Regions from separate parts of the Sus scrofa genome. Here region 2 is linked to region 1. Evidence: chromatin contacts called from public Hi-C data. All regions are on one chromosome and are shown on one strand. The core of a region is the stretch at or near the end of the contact, and the rest is flanking DNA. Distances in the headings are between cores, read along the strand shown. Region 1 holds the start of HDGF (hepatoma-derived growth factor). Region 2 holds the start of RAB13 (ras-related protein Rab-13).

Region 1 (3,581 bases), core at 721-3,220:
TTGGCCCCCTCGCCCAGAAGACTCACTCCCTCTACTCGTCTCTGCCCTTGGATTTCATTCTACAGGAGTCCTGACACTCTAGGGCCAATACCAAAGGCCTCTCTCTATACCAACTTTGAAACAAGCTGCCAGAGGTACTGCCCCTTTGGACACCCCCGACCTCCCCCAGCACCCTCTGGCAACGACCTCCCTTATCCCCTACTTCACCTGTCTCAGTTCTTAGGGGGAAACATGATGAACGTGCCAGGTTGAGCTTTTGGGCCCCACCCTCCCACCTGGCCAGGTGCTGGGGTGGGGGGGGCTTCATACTGGCGGGCTGAATCAACCACATGGCAGGCTGGGCCGTTCTGGCGGGAGAGGCTCCAACATGGGGAGGAGAGGCAACTCGGTTCCCCCCACCTCCACTAAGAGGCAGTCTGGACTGGACTTCCCAATCCCACAAGGGCTCTGCCACTCTCAGCCCCACATTTGAGTTGGCAGCATATGGAGGCATTTTTTTTGCGGGGCTGAGGAGCGAAGGATAACAGCGGGTAATTTCTAAGACGGACAGATTTCTTCTGTCGCCCCCCAACCATTCCTCGACCCTCCCAACTTCAGATCTCTTACGATCCCCCAAACCAAAGTTTTCTAGAAGCGAACTCCGCCTCCATCTATCCCTTTCTGAGCAGAGATCCTTCTTAACCATTTAATCTAGAAGAGGAGAGTTTGAGCTAGGGGCAACCATCAGTGAAGGTTTAAACTGGGGGTCTTTAAGGGGGTCCCTGAAGGGGATGGCTGTGGCGCCGGGGCGGCGGGGGAGGGAAGGAGTAACACGACTGGCCCCAACCCAGGCTGCGCGCCCGAAACCGCTGGGAGTATGGGGGCTGGGGGCGGAACTAAGCACGCGGAGCCGGGGGCCGGGAAGTGACCGGCGCCCTCGGATCCCCACGCCGCGCACACGCCACTACGCGCGGACGCCGTCTGCCCAGGTGTTCCCAGCCGCCGCCAACCCCCCACCCCCAGCCATTATATAACCGGCGGGTGGGCTCGGAGGTGCTCGGGAAAGAGTCAGGGACTCGGACATCCCCCGCCCCCACCCGACCCCCCCTGCTCTGCGCGGAGCGCTCGTGCCCTCCCGGGTGTTATGCAACCCGAGCCTGGAGGTGGCTAGGAGGCGGCGGGCCGCGCTGCTCACCCGGGCCGGCCAGTGTGGGTAGCCCTTCATCTTGGCGAACACCAGGTCCCCGCATTTATACTCCTTCTGCCGGTTGGATCGCGACATGGCGGGGCTCCGGGCGCCCCGGGCTCCGCGCCGGGCCGGGAAGCGCGAGCCCAAGTTTGCGCGTGCGGCGGTGGCGGCGCCGCTCCGCTCCGGCCCTCGCGCGGCCCCCGCCTCGATGGTGGCCCCCGGCCCGAGCTCCGGCGCGGCCACGGCGTCTCCGCCCGCGCGCCGCACGGACGGGGCGGGCGCGGATCAGGGGCAAAGCTCCGGCGCGGTGGGTGCACGCTCGTGCAGTTGTTTGTGTTTGAAATTCAATTGCTCCCTCTTCTGCGCGAGGCCTCTTCCTCCACCCCCCGCCCGGTCCCCACTCCTCCTCCTCCTCCCTCCTCCCTTTCCCACTCCTCCTCCTCCCCCCTCCGCGCTCCCTCCCGCGGCGGTTTGATGCGTGCAGCTTCTTGACGCCCCGTGCCTGCCCCAACCCGACGCCCAACCTGGAGCCGCCTGGCGGCGCGTGGCGACACAGGCGTAAGGAGCCGATCGCCGAGCAAGCCGAGCAGGCTTTGTGTGCCCGCTGTCGGTGGGTGCCCGCCAGCCCGGGAGGAGCTGGCGCCCGGCTGGACGGAGCGGCCTGGCGCCCCTCCCCCGGCCCCACGGGGCGCTCCCAACAGCGGCTTCAGCGCAGTGGAGTGTCGACATCTAGGCGTAGTGTCTCCCTGCCCACGGCTCCATCCCTGTCCACGAATGTTTGCTCGGCACTTGCGGTGCTTGGCAGAGTGCTGGGCGCAGCGGCGAGAGCTGGGCACCGCGCCCCTGAGCGCACAGAGGTTTGCCCTGGACCTCGACGTGCTTACAATTTGTGGGGTCACCGAAACGTCGGGGATTGCTCCGACACTACGGCCTTTGTGGAATTTGGTAGCCAGGAGGTGTCCGAGGGGTTGTGGCACAAAGTGACCGCGATCCATGTGCATTAGATAGGTCTCGGCTTTCTGTGCTATTTCCTGGCAGAAGAGATCTGGGTTTTACCACTAGCCACGGGCCCAAATATGAACTCTTTTCTTTTGGGAAGAGACAGTGTAAATCCCAAACCATTGGTAAAACATCACTACCTCTCTTGGAGGGTAAGAGTCCGGGGAAGAATCTGGGAAGGCTTCACAAAGGTGATGACTTTGAGTTGGGCCTTAGAGGACAAATGTAATGTTGCCAGATTCCAGAGACCACATTTTAGCCTAGGTTATATGTTAAGAATTGATAGAGCCAAAAGTTGAACTCAGGTCTCTTAAGCCAGACAAGACTTTGCTGTAATTACATCTTTGATTTGCTGTCACTGTGTTGGTTTTGGATTTGCTGAAATTCCAGACACCTATGATCTCTTAGAAATGAGATAGTTATTTAGATCTTACCTTATACCATGTTTAGATCCTTAAAATTTTGCAACAAAATATTCTAGGTTCAAAGAGAGAAAACAAGCTTTTTTTCTTTCCCCATGAGTTTCCTGATCCTGCTTCAAAGCATATGCAGAATCTCCCTGCAGAAGTGCAGGATGAGGCCAAAAGGCCCAGGTACACATTCTGCCCAGCTATTCACCAATCATAAGAACTTACACTACCCTCTGAACTTCTCCCTGAGCCTCAATTTCCTCAACTGTGAGGCAGGATCACACTGCTCCCTGCCAACATCACGGGCATGGAATGGCTGCTTATCATTAGCCGAGGCCTGAAATTGCTCCCTACAGCCTTCCTATCTGTTGTCCTTATGGTCATGACAATGCATTTCACATGTTTTGCCTTTATAATAATGTGGTCTCTCAGCATAATTCTGCCTTGTGATAGGAATCCCTCTGGTCCTATACCCAGGCCCTCCAGGCCCCAGGCTGCTGGCACAGCAGGGCACTCTGCACGGTCCTCATGCATGCCCTTAGCCCCAGACTTGTCGAGTTATTTCAATAGCAAATCCAAACTTGTTGCAACAGAGCAGCTAGATCCCAGTTGGTGTTTACTCTACCATGCATTCCAGTTTGAAATGCAGTCAGTGTAATAGTCCAGATTCTGTCAGGCTAGTACTTTTCTTTGTTCTTATTGTTAGGAGAGAATCTTGTCACAAGGTCTTAGAGATGTTTCAGTAAATCCAGTGTCACCACTGGTTTCCTTTTAGTGTCCAGGCTAGTATTATAAATATGCTGTTTCAGTGCAACAAACATGTTTTTAAACTATTTTCCAATTTAGCACATCCCAAATTAGTGAAAACCAAAGAGTCCTATCCATTTCTCCACTTTGTTGCATGGAGATGGCAGTAAGGGCTTCTTAAATTTTTTTTTTTCTTTGCAACAAATCTCTTGGGCCTGTCACTCAGGTCACCATGCAGATGCTGGTTGCAATAAAAC
Region 2 (3,622 bases), core at 722-3,221, 2.4 Mb before region 1:
TTTAGAAATCCTGGGGAGGGGGGTGGTTTGGAGTTCCTGTTATGGCTCAGCGGAAATGAATCTGATTAGCATCCTTGAGGACGCAGTTCAATCCCTGGCCTTGCTCAGTGGGTTAAGGATCCGGCATTGCTGTGACCTGTGGTCTAAGATGTAGCTTGGATCCTGCGGTTGCTGTGGCTGTGGTGTAGGCCCTCGGCTACATCTCCAGTTCAACCCTAGCCTGGGAACCTCCATATGCAGAGGGCGCAGCCCTAAAAATACAAAAAAAAAAAAAAAAAAAAAGAAGAAGAAGAAAAGAAATCCTGTGGGAGGTTCACTCACCAGACTTGCAGTTTGATCTTTTTCCCCTCTATATCCACAGTGCGAATCTTGAAATCAATTCCTAAGGGTGGAGAATATACACTGAAATTGAGACATGAATGTATATGCACGTCAAAGTGTGTGGTGAGATAGACAGGAATCGAGCAGGAGCAGTGCCAGCAATTCTGCAGGGAGGCACTTGGGAAGCAATCTTGGAGGCAGTGCAAAACGAGGAGGATTTTCTCAAAGCTGTATGTGTAGAGCAAACATACTGTTTTTACAATCAAAAGTAAAGCACATTGATTTTATGGATTTTGTGGGGGAAGGCGATGAAAATTCTGCTGGGAGTCTTAAGGCGTTTAAGGCACTTCTTGGGTCCACTCAGCCATGTCAGCTGACAACTGTCTTAATTCAATTTGTCTCCTCCAAAATATTACTTTCAGATTTTTCCTCTGTTTTCTTAGAACCCTCTACTCTTGGTTCTCCCACCTACCCTCCTGGCCCTAAGGGTAAAGAGCGAGAAAAAAGGTAGCTGATGCCAATCTATGCGAATTAACTCCTAAACCAAATTTGCAACCGAGAAAGCTTGGGGCTAAACAAGATTCCCTCAGAGACTGACTTAGGAGAGAGGGGCATTTTCCCCTCCCCTTTCTAACCAGGATTATCTTGAGACTCTCCTTGTCTTATTTCCCAGGCCAGAGATCCAGAACCAGGAGAGGGGAGGGGGGAAACAGTGTCCTTAGGGCAAACTTGTGCACCTCCCCCAAGCCTGTTGGGAGCTCCAGGGAGGAGGCTGAGTCACCAGGCTGACTCAGAGACCCCAAAAGTCCCCTCACTCCCACCTTCCTCACCAGGCTGATTGGATATTCATGATCACAGTCCTTGGGCCACTTTCCAGCACACCCGGCCACTCCGTTCCATCCTCCCCAACCCCCTACTAAGTTGAGAGGCAGGGAGGGTGGAAAGTAGACCGTAAGATGGGGATGCAATTGGGAGAGTGTGCCACTCAGGAGGACGGAAAGAGGTTAGCAGAACTGGGAGCCAGATGTTCAAGGAGAGTGTATACAGGAAACATGGAGAGGGGTCAAGAGTTCTAGGTGGGTGGGGGTGGGGAACAGGAGCTGAGAGAAAAATGGCCTTCGTGTGGATTTGGGAAGGCAAGGGAGACAGGTGGCACCAAGAAAACCAGGGATTGGCACCACCGAGCAGTTATCTGGAGGTCTCAGAGAGGTTAGAGGTCCGGGTGCCATCCAGAGACGCATAAGGGGGACGGGTCTGAGACAGGGGTTGAGGGGCTGGAGTTTAGAAGCCTGACTCTAAGGAGGCAGTTGTGGGCCACTAGTAACCCCAGAGCCTGAAGATGAGGGCCCCGGGGGGAGTCGGGATCTAGGGTATCGCCAGTGGGCTCACCGATGGTGGAGATGTATGTGTTGTTGAAGTTGTCCTCTGCAAAGCGAATGATCAGACAAGTCTTGCCCACCCCCGAGTCCCCGATCAGCAGCAACTTGAAGAGGTGGTCGTAGGCTTTGGCCATGGCGGACACTGGGGGTGCCGGGGGAGGGGTGGGGAAGCGCCGGGCACCGGGAGGCGGGATTGGAGGGGTGGCCGACTGAGCGGCCGGGAGCCCAGGCCAGGAAGTTTTCCTCCCTCTCCGCCCAGGCTCCGGGAAAAAGGAGAGGCGGCCCTCCTCTGGGCCCCACCCCCTGCCCGCCCACCCCTTTCTGCGGGCCGAGGAAGCCAGCCCAACCTTCAGCTCTCCAGGCTTTCCCTTCTGGAGCAACGTTGGCCTGTTTCTCTAATCGATTCCTCCAGCTTTTGGCTTGCCATCGTTCCCCTCTTTTGACTTCATTCTTCTAGACTGAGGCCAGGAAGGCTAGGGGGAAGTAAAGTAGAGATGTAATCAAAATGACCAGGGGAAGAGGAAGGAAAGGGAATGTTTGGGGGAATAAGGGTGAAGGCTAGGATAACGCTGGGAGTTGGCAAAAATTGGGGATTTTTGGAGGGGCGACTCAAGGAAAATAGAACCGTTCTATTTTCTAGAAGGGGCAGTTCTAGAATTCTGGTGTTATTGTTCCAAGCCCTTAGTTTCAGAATCCCAACTTCATTTGAAAAAAGCGGGATGCTTGGAGTAGGTGGCTATTTGTTGAGTCAGTCTGCCCCCTGGTGGCACAGAGTGAAAAATTGAAATTAACAGTACCATCGAATCAGTCCCCCACCCCCACCCCGCTTCCACCATCACCTCCATCCCTAGCTGCGTGCACCCGCACCCTTCACCTAGATACATTCTGGAGCTTCATTTTGAACAGTCTTCCTTCTGGGACCCTGTGTGTGAATTCTCTGAGAAGCCAGCTCAAGAAGACAGAGATGGAGACCACAAGTCTCTGGCCTCATTCTTTTGATGAATGTGGATCTTTTAACACAGCCCTGAGGCAATACTCCTAACACCTCACTGAACAGACTGTGAATGTGTAGCCTTGGCAACCTGGAAGCTGAAATGCAGAGAACATGGCTATAAAGAAACTAGTTTATCTTTGCCTTTGGAAAAAATTCTTCAAAATATCTGCTTTTCTTACAGTGGGTCGGTAGAATAGTTCTTGTACGATGCACTGGTTGAGAGGGCATCTTTGTCACTTATTCCTGTCACCTTCTGTGCCGATGCTTGTCCCTTCTCAAATACAATTATTCAGTCCCCATTTGTCCTTTATCCCATCATCCATTATGTCTTCAAGCTTCATGACAAAGCTTGAGTGTTCTTTACTTCTCTTCTCTGGTCAAATTATCTCTCCTTGGTCCTTTAAACGATTCTTCAGTTTTCATGTACTGTTCTGAAAATCCATCAGTTCTTTTTGTTTTGTTTCTTTGTTTTGTCTTTTTAGGGCTGCACTCATGGCAAATGGTTCCCAGGCTAGGGGTCATATCAGAGCTGCAGCTGCCGGCTAACACCACAGCCACAGCAATGCCAGATCCAAGCTTTGTCTGCAACCTACACCACAGCTCATGGCAAAGCTGGATCCTCAACCCACTGACCAGGGCCAGGGATGGACCTTGCATCCTCATGGATACTAGTTCGTTCTTAACCCACTGAGCCACAGTGGGAACTCCTCTATCAGTTCATTTTTGTTTAATTTTATTTTGTCTGGATCTGAACTTTTCATCCCCGCCAATATCTTATTCTTGTTCACCTCTCTAAATTGTATTTAATCTGGTGCATACACGCTTTCACTGGAACCCCATCTTCATAGTACTCTCTCCTTAGCTCTCAGAGCTTCTGCAACACTGCCTTCCCTCCACCTCCCAATTTTGGCAGGTTCATTCTGGCCTT

What was found. A called contact is a pair of places that touch in the nucleus more often than the background predicts.
Region 2: a contact with region 1 is called in a Hi-C map of omental adipose tissue, with 1.6 times the contacts expected there. The contact joins the promoter of RAB13 here to the promoter of HDGF in region 1.

What each region holds. Positions count from the first base shown.
Region 1 is chr4:93,339,470-93,343,050 of Sscrofa11.1, reverse strand. HDGF (hepatoma-derived growth factor) reads right to left here and starts at 1,970. Exons shown (of 6, transcript XM_013996955.2): 1 at 1,693-1,970.
Region 2 is chr4:95,703,442-95,707,063 of Sscrofa11.1, reverse strand. RAB13 (ras-related protein Rab-13) reads right to left here and starts at 1,971. Exons shown (of 8, transcript XM_013997080.2): 1 at 1,711-1,971; 2 at 322-382. The coding sequence starts at 1,834.